3 separate regions of the Mus musculus genome follow, and all the other regions are linked to region 3. A link is a contact called in public HiChIP or PLAC-seq and promoter capture Hi-C data. All regions are on one chromosome and are shown on one strand. Each heading gives the region's core, a stretch centred on a gene start, on an enhancer-like site or on the middle of the called end of the contact. The rest is flanking DNA. Distances are from core to core; before and after follow the strand shown.

Region 1 (3,059 bases), core at 141-2,640, 960 kb after region 3:
CGGACACCCTTACCTTTGCGGACCTGCTGGATGTATCGCGCTAGCAGTGCGCCCAGGCGCGCTCGGGGCTCGCCGTCCGTCCGGAGCACAGCCCGCAGCTGCCTTCGGGGCGCCTCTTGCGCCCGCTGCTCCACGGGGTCCGTAGCTTCTGCAGGGACTACCGGCTGCGCCAGGGCGCCAGCAGCTAGGACTGCCATCACCACGCACAGACATACGCCGCTCTTCATGGCTATGGGAAGCAAAGGCGAGGAGAGTGAACCAAAGACTGGCCTCAGCGTGCTCCAGCCCAAAGTCCCGCACACAGAAGTCGGCTGAGGCTGAACATGGGGGCTGCAGCCGGGTCAGACTGGCTCAACCGTAGCCAAGCGAAGTTCCTAGATGCGCCCTGGCCACCGCGATAATTTCTGCCTGGCTTTTGTGTTATCCACACCTGGGACCTGGGAATCCCGCAGAGTCCCGATTTTTCTGCCCTGATCAGAAGCAGCGTTTCCTCTTGCTTTCCTGAAGTTCCAGGACGCCTTTGTAGCTCATCTCTCTTCTAACCAGAAAAGCAGAATGAAGCGTGTGTGTGTGTGTGTGTGTGTGTGTGTGTGTGTGTGTGTGTGTGAGAGAGAGAGAGAGAGAGAGAGAGAGAGAGAGAGAGAGAGTCAGAGAGACAGAGAGAGACACAGAAAGACAAACGGACAGACAAACACGGGGAGGATACTTCTGGAGAGAAATGTGAGAGATTAAATTTATTCACTACATTAAAAATGTCAGGACACTGGGAAACGCCGTTTTAAGTGTGGGCCCATAAAAAGAAGCTGTATTTATATAGATTCTTCTGCGTTTTACGGGAAGTCACTATACAAAGCAAAAGCCAGAAATCTGTGCCCAGTCCTCAGATGTGGCCAAAGCCCTGCTACACTTGAGAACTGAGCAGATGGGTGCTGTATCATAATGATGTGTTTTTATTCCCCAAAGCCTTAAAATTTTTTTAATGCAGCATTTAGAAAATGGGCATAAATCTTTAAACCTCTAGGTAGTTTCTTTTAAATGATTGCAAAGTGCTCCGAACAGCAGAGAAACCCTAAGAGTGGCTATTCCCAGCCTTGCTGTAAACAGAACATACAACAAGTCTCTCCGCAGCAGTACCCACCCAGATGCATTTTAAGGCTATTTCTGACTTCAGGAAATCTTTCTAGCTGTCAAGGGAGGGAAGGCACAGAAAAAGGAAAGACTAAACAGCAAGAGGTGCAAAGCTGCAGGCCAATATTCTTCACACTCAAGATTGTTGGATCAGCCAGCTACTTACCTTTGGATGGGGAAATCAGCTGGCTTGGCGAGTTCCAGCGGAGAAGGCTGCAGTCCAGCTAAGTTGAGGGCAGGCGGGAGGGTGACTGCTCTTAAATAGCTCCTCCCGGTTCGCAGCCAGTCATCTGTTTACCCAGTGCTGACGCAGTCCAGCAGGACACGTGCTCAGAGGCAGCCACTGGAGGGACCACCGATTGATGTGGCCCTCCGGAGAGAAGGGAAGCGTCCCAGTGAATGAGGATAGCCCCTCCCAGGGGGGCACTTTGCATGGGTCTTACTCTTTATCTAAAGAGCTTCCTTCCCACCTGTTCGGCGCCTGTGCAGAGTCCACCTCAGGGAGGGTGCCACCTCCACTCTCGGTGAAAAACAGGAGTTTATCTGCAATGGAGAAGCTGACCAAGTTCAGTGAGCTTTGGGGATCAAATCCTTCAAGGAAACTGGGGGACCCTCACAGGCTGGGTGTCAGCAGATGTAATCCTGGTGTGTTCTCTGGGACCACCTCAGACCTGAGTGGGCTCTCACAAGTAAGAGAGGGAAATCGGGCTCCCAATTTTTCAGAACTCAATTGCAGTTGGCATCCTGGATTCTATTCTTACACAATTGTAAGATCGGGTGCAGCTCCTGCCTTTCTGCGAAAAGCCTCTGGGAAAAAGATTTGTAATTTCTTTCCACGACGACTTCCCAGGGGCCTATCATCTACTGATGCTTTTGGTCGTGAAGTGGCGCCAGAGAGTGTCTCAGGCACTCCCAAGCTCTGGCTGGCTGAGCCATGCGGGCTGGGCTCGCACCTTCCCAAGAGCTCAGATCACCCTTTCCAGTCTAGTCCCTCTAAAGTTATGGGATTTCGCTGGGTGATGAGGATCTTGGCTGAGAAAAAGACTCTTACCAAGCAAGAAGGAGAGAGGGGGCTCTCTCTGCTGTAGTGCGCACAATCCTGCAACCCCCAGTTCTCACATAACAAAGTGATTATCTATGCCCAGGGTGCTAGAATTTGCTGAATCCCTCTAACCCCATTCCACAGAACACATACTGAGGAAGCCCCACAGCAACCTCCTTGCTGCTAGCTTGTAACTTGGGGTCACCACCAGCCAGGGCAACCATGCCCTCAACCCTGTCAAGCTAGGGTGAATGGAGAAAGGGTTAGAAACTCTTTCTAAATAGAAAAGGCACACAGTTTGGGGACTTCCGGCTGAGGGGGACTATGAGAAACAGCAAGTGATGCCAAGAGTTTAGGTTCATGGTTGTGGCTCTAGCGGTGTCTGCAACCTAGAGGCAACATGTTTTAAACAGCAACAGATTAAATGCTGTGGGGTGATTTCCCGCACAAGACAGCTCAGGTTGTGGGAATGTATCTGTGACAGATCGAGCATGTCCGGAATTGTGGATAAAGCAGCTGGGCACAAGGCTGTTCGATATGGTCAGAATCCACAGGCGCTGACTTCCCTGGGTCGGTGGCTGAGATATGGACGCTTAGCTGCCTCCTTCCCTCCATCGCTTGCCTCAAGATTTATGAACTGTGCCCAGCCCCTGAGGATGCGGTGTGACCAAGACTGGACAAAATAAATACCCACACAAATAAACACCTTTGGGAGCCGGGGGCCTGGAGCTGGAACTGGGAGGCGGCTCAGCCAGTGAAGTGCTTGCCTGCAAGTACAAGGAACTGAGTTCAGATCTGCACTAATAGCCAAGGGCGGAGTAAGGATTTCCACTGAGTCTGGTGGTGACATGGAGGTGTCCCTAGGGCAGACACGGGAGACCAGGACAGG
Region 2 (2,819 bases), core at 144-2,643, 860 kb after region 3:
GTGCTTAGAGCTGGGTGGCTCTTTATTAATGTCTGTTAATTGGAGCTGGAGAGATGGCTCAGCAGTTACAACACTGACTTCTCTTGCAGAGGACCTGAGTTCAGGCCTCAGCAGCCACATCAGGAGGCTCACAGGTGCTCCACAGGAGTGATGTCCTCTTCTGGACTCTGGGAGCACTGCACTCACATGTGCATCCACCTCATACATACAAATACATAGAATCTTTTAAAAAGAAAAAGAACTTAACTATCTGCTAATTGAAATTAAAGATTTAAAGTGAAGTTCTGTGACACACCCCACCCAAATGGTCAGTAAAGAGAATTTAAGAGTTTTATGAATTTAGTTATTTCCCTTAACTTCCAACAGAGATGTAACATTGTCTTCTGTGATCAGACTGGAAGACTAGGCTGGATGTCAGCTGCAGGGCATGCAACTTTGTTACCAGTGGAGAGCAGAGATGCCTGGGTGCTGCACACCCACAGCAGTGGCTACACACTGTAAAACCTGCCTCTGCCCATCACTGGGAGCAGATGCTGGGCGTTGCTACAGCACTGTGAACCTTTTTTTTTTGGAAAGATCTTCGTTAAGCAGCTCTTACATCAGCAGATTTGGTTTTCCTTGGGCTTTCTGAACTGCAAAACACAGCATTGCTGTTTGAGGGATAGAAGTGCAGGTGATGTGTAGAGAGCAACCTAGGGGCCTGCTCTGTGCCTGGTGTCCTGGATTTTTTGTTTGCTTGTTTATTTGTTTATGTCTCAAGACAGGGTTTCACTATGTAACACTGGCTGGCCTAGAACTCAAAGAGATCCATCTGCCTCTGCCTTCTGAGTCTGGGGATTGAAGGTGTGCACCACTGTGCCTGGCCCTACTACTTATTTATGTATCTTGTGTGTGTGTTATATATCTGTGTTCATATATGTATATGTATATATATATATATATATATATATATATATATATATATGTAGAGACCAGAGGATGGCATTGTCTTCTATACATCACCAATGTATGTTTGTTGGTGTTTTGTTGTTGTTTCTGAGCTAGGGTCTCACTATCTATCCCTGACTGGCCTCGAAAGCAGAGCTTCACTGGCCTCTAAAGTGCTAGCATTAAAGGTGTTCTCCACCATGCTGGCTCACCTTACATTTTAAGACAGGCTCTCTCAGTGGACTTGGAGATCAATGACTCAGCTTGACTGGCTGGTCAGGAGCCCCCAGGAACCGGAGTTGGGATCGGAGGGGCACACCAGCATACCTGGCTTCTTTAGTGTATGCCAGGGATAGATCTCCAGATCTTCATGTCTGCACAGCAGGCAGGTTTCCACTGTGCTTCATCCCTGCCCTGGTTGGGTTTTGTCTATGTGTTTACATATCTGTAACCCGGGAGACACATGACTCAGTAGAGTGAATCACCAGTGCCAGGCCACTGTGGGTGGCTGAGAAGACATTGTCCACTGCTTCCCTTCTAGGTCCACTGTGGGCATTGTGTAGGGCGGTGCCCACTGTGGCTGGTGGAGTTGGGGATACAGGGCTCCCTAAGGTGAGAAACCAGAAGGGGTAAAACCAGGGTAGGTACATCCTGGCCACCGTGTTTGGGGGTAAGACCCCACTGACACTCCCCCCCAGTCCCCCTCCTGGGTGGACAGCCAGGCTCTGCCCCTGAACCTGGCCCTCAGTTGCCTGGCTGATGAGAGGGAACACTTCCCCATCTGCTTTTTTTGAGTCAGACCTCCTTCTACATCAACCTTTCCAGAGTCACTTCATTCATTCAGAGAATTCATTTCCATGGCTCACAGAGTATGTGCTGCACTACCTGAAACCGCTTCCTGCTCTGTGACATCCAGCTGCCTCATGTGGTCTGACGGTGACCTGTGTGCAGTAGACCAGTCATGTGACACTCAGCGCACACCAAGCAGCAAGGTCACCATGTTTGTTCTTGGGTGACCATGCTCCTGTTGGTCCTTCTTCCCCGGCCTTTTATGGTTGACACCAATTGATCCAAGAAGTAATTCTTTGTGTCACACCCAGATCTGCTGACCACCACACCTCAGAGGTCATCTGGGAAAGAGCAGGCCCTGAAGCAAACAGGTTTTGGAATGTCACCCCAGCCTTTGCTTTCGGTGTGCAGTAATCCAGCCAGCCAGTATGTGCAGGATCAGGCAGGCATGGCGTTCCTTTCAGCACCAGAGTTCTTGCCTGAGATTTACTAAGAAGGTGGACACATCTCTATTGTTTAGATCTTCTTCCCATCCTAACCCAGGACTGTGGCATGTGCAGGCTCGTGCTGAGGGTAGTAAGGACAGTGACCTCTCCTCTGGGACATCATTCTTTCCTCTGTGAGGGTTCCCACCCCGACACCTTGACCGGACTGCCATGCTCTTTCAGTAGGGAGTACCTTGGATCAGGTCCTGTCAGCTTCAACTCTCCTGACAGAGGTACAGGCAGCCTCTGGCCCTGTGTTGGCTGGTTGTGGGAACACACGGTCTGCTGTGCCCTTCCATTCCAGCCCTGCACCCCCCCCCCCCCCACACACACACACAGCTGATCTCACATACTGAGGAGCCTCGGTATCGAGAGAGCTCTTACTGGGGAGGGTACCAGGATGCTGGTTAAGTATGAGGAGCCTTATTCAAGGTATTCCCGTTGAGAGCTTAGTCAATTGTGCAGTTAAACTGTCTGCAGCATTGGTCCCTCTCTCCTTTTCTTGTCTTCCCACCTCTTCTTCCTCCCCCTTTGTCTCCTCCTCTTCTCCCCCCCCCCCCCCCGTCTCCTCCTCCTTTCCCTTCTTCTTCCTCCCCCTTTGCCTCCTCGTCCTCTCCC
Region 3 (2,874 bases), core at 253-2,752:
CATACCCCATTCTAGTTGTTCTGCACGACACACCCTCTTCCCAGAGAGACTGAGGGGGAATGCACGGAGTTATGTGTGCTCTCAGAGTGGCCTGCCCTGTCCTAATTGGCCCTTGGTTCTGTTTTTCCCTCCAAAAATGTTTGATGGGGAAACTAGGAAAATAAAGTTACCTTGTAGCATGTGTGGTGACCCAAGAGTGACCCCAGTACTAGAAGACTAAGGCAGGAACAAGTGCAAAGCCAGCCTGGGCTACATAGGCAAATCTTGTCTCAAAACAACACACAAAACAGGGTACTGGGCTCCATTCTCCTTTCAGCCTTCCTGCGCTGACTCAGAGCCTCACAATTGCCTGTGACTCCAGTTCCAGAGGATCTGAAGCACTGTGGGTGTCCTCACACACACATGGTATACACACACACACACCACATCACATAATAAGTATATGTAATAATATATAACAAACAATATATAGGCTTAATAATACAACTTTTCTTTTAAAAAGGTTGTCTTGACAGATAGAAGACCGGCAGGCAAGGTGTCTTGGGGTTTCACTTCTGTGAAGAGACAATATGACCACGGCAACTCTTATGAAGGAAAACATTTAACTGAGGCTGGCTTAGAGTTCCAGAGGTTCAGTCCATTATCATCATGGTGGGAACCACGCAGCCTGTGGGCAGACGTGGAGCCAAAAGTTCTACATCTTGATCCTAAAGCAGCCGGAGACTGGATGTGTTCCGCGGTGGGTGTGATTTGAGCGTATAAGAGCTCAAAGCCCTGCCTCCACAGTGACATTCTTCCTCCAACAAGGCCACACCTCCTAATAGTGCCACTCCCTGTGGCCAAACATTCAAACACATGAATTTGTGGGAACCAAACTTACTCAAACTACCACCCAGGGGGTGCCTCTTGGGACTGGGGGCAAGGTCACATCACATCCTCTTCTGCCTTGGGTTCAGGGGACTGTGCAGGGAGTTAGAAGATAAAGATGTGGAAAGCTCTCTGACTGGGTCCTGGTGGGACACTGAGCTAACTAACCCTGTCAGCTTAAGAGCATCTGCCATCACCTAGGAAACACACTTCTGAGCAAGTCTGAGACTGGGTGTCTAGGCTGGGTTAACTGGGCCAGAAAGACCCATCTTGAACGAGGGTGGTACCAGCGCTTTAGGCTGGGATCTCTGGTACCTGAATGCAGACAGGATGTGACTGCAGTCTAAGATCCTGCCAAGATACGTTTTTAGGACAGTACCTACAACCGTGAGTCACCTTTTCTTCTTTAGGTCCCTTTTGTCAGGTACTTTGTCAGCAACGAGGGAAGTAACTAAAACAAGGCCTGAAAGGATTGGCTACCCCCCACGTGGCAATGATTCCCCCTCCATCCTCATGCCGGACAGGCTGGGGTGAAGTGAAAGAGAAGAGCCTGGGAAGGTGAAGAGGTCCTGGCCCCAGCGCTTGCGGGAGGCGGTCCCTAGCAGGCTGCGCCACCCACGCCACCTCGCTCCGCCTCCTGGACTCCCGCACCCCAGAGGCGCCTCCGCTTTTCAGCAACCCGCAGCGAAAGCAGCGCCCAGGTAAGGTCTGGCCCCGCGCGCAGGAGTGGGATGGAGCAGGCTGTGGGGGGCTGGGAGCGGGGAGGGAAGGAACCAGCACAGCTTCCCGCAGAGGGCCGCAGGCAGGAGCTGAAACCCGGGGAGCTGGGCACTGTCATCTGACAGGGACAGGACACCGCGTCACGAAGCACCCCAAGACCTGCAGATGCAGGGGACGGGCCAACTCCCAGGTCCCCACCCTGATCCCCAGGGCCTGACAGCTGTCTGCTGGTGTTCAGCTCAGGGAGCTGGAGACACCCCGCGGGTCTTTAAGGGTGACTGCATGCTGGCAGCCACCAGCACACACCGATGCCAACCGGCTTTGCTGGTGCGCTTTGAAGTATAACCCAGCCCGAGCCTTGTGAATATTACTAAGAGGGGGTTCGCTCTGCCCGGGTGCTGGTCACAGGTGCGGCCCACAGGAGAAAAAAAAAAAAGAAAGAAAGAAAGAAAGAAAGAAAGAAAGAAAGAAAGAAAGAAAGAAAGAAAGAAAGAACACATGCGCGCTCACACAAGCTTTTGGGGTTTTATTTTCAAAATTGCTCTCTAGTTAAAGTTTTAACCAATCCATTCTTCCAGCTTTACATTTGGGGAGGGGATACTGGGTTTGGAGTTCCAGCTTCCATCGGTCTCTGACGTTCTGGTTTGACCTCATTGTTTCTAAAGAGGCTTCGATTTAGATGACGTTGTGTTCAATATCAATACGTGCAAGTTTAGCCACACGCTCCTTCTGTGTTCTTACCCCTGCAGCCCGGAGAGAAGATGTTTACCGTGATGACCCGCCAGCCATGTGAACAGGCAGGTAAGTGTTGCTCACTGGATGCTAGGTTTTGTCAGACCCAGGGAGAATCCCAGCTTTGGTTCGTAGCTCTCCATCTATATCTCCTGTGAATGGCTGTTTATCGTTGTTCCAAGACTTCGCTCACCTGGGTTTCACCCTTGACATTCTTCAGATAAAAGTAATGCTTTTCCACAAAGCCACAGGAAACAAGGGCTAACACGAATGTTTGGCTTAAATGGTTTTTCCTGTTCGTATAATCCATTATTTTGGCTCTTGTGGTTTCCTTACCTAGCTATGTGTAAGGTTTGTGTTATGTGTTGTTGACGTGGGAATGAATCCTGATAGAGTTGGGTCGCCCTGAGTACTATGGTAAGCTGCACAGGAACACCTCTCCCTCTCATCTGTCTCTCTCATTTGTCTCTCATCTGTCTCTGTCTCTCTGTCTCTGTCTCTGTCTGTCTCTCTCTCTGTCTCTCTGTCTCTGTCTCTGTCTCTCTCTGTCTCTCT

Evidence for each region. Promoter capture Hi-C pulls out the DNA fragments that hold promoters and counts their contacts. HiChIP or PLAC-seq counts read pairs in DNA pulled down with a chosen protein or histone mark.
Region 1: a promoter capture Hi-C map of stem cell-derived epiblast-like cells shows a contact between it and region 3, with 4 times the contacts expected there. The contact joins the promoter of Cck here to the promoter of Entpd3 in region 3. A contact is called at or near these places in 3 of 39 promoter capture datasets (liver, second pharyngeal arch cranial neural crest and stem cell-derived epiblast-like cells).
Region 2: a contact with region 3 is called in a FOXA1 HiChIP or PLAC-seq map of pancreatic cancer cells. The contact joins the enhancer-like site here to the promoter of Entpd3 in region 3. A contact is called at or near these places in 3 of 39 promoter capture datasets (cranial neural crest, embryonic stem cells and pre-B cells), 2 of 115 datasets of contacts at active chromatin or transcription factors (embryonic basal ganglia and pancreatic cancer cells) and 2 of 9 other capture datasets (embryonic stem cells and liver).

The regions. Positions count from the first base shown.
Region 1 is chr9:121,494,304-121,497,362 of GRCm38.p6, forward strand. It overlaps Cck (cholecystokinin), which reads right to left and starts at 1,391. Exons shown (of 3, transcript NM_031161.4): 1 at 1,295-1,391; 2 at 14-229. The coding sequence starts at 227. All of the region lies in intron 1 of Gm38661 (a long non-coding RNA gene), which reads left to right.
Region 2 is chr9:121,394,603-121,397,421 of GRCm38.p6, forward strand. All of the region lies in intron 2 of Trak1 (trafficking protein, kinesin binding 1), which reads left to right. Among named protein-coding and RNA genes, the nearest start is that of Trak1, 29 kb to the left of the region's middle. Within about 2 kb of position 1,394, at least 53 of the 459 cell types and tissues checked have an H3K27ac peak or open chromatin away from gene starts, as enhancers often do. A contact at or near this core is called in pancreatic cancer cells, where this site is marked.
Region 3 is chr9:120,538,316-120,541,189 of GRCm38.p6, forward strand. It overlaps Entpd3 (ectonucleoside triphosphate diphosphohydrolase 3), which reads left to right and starts at 1,503. Exons shown (of 11, transcript NM_178676.5): 1 at 1,503-1,568; 2 at 2,337-2,388. The coding sequence starts at 2,349.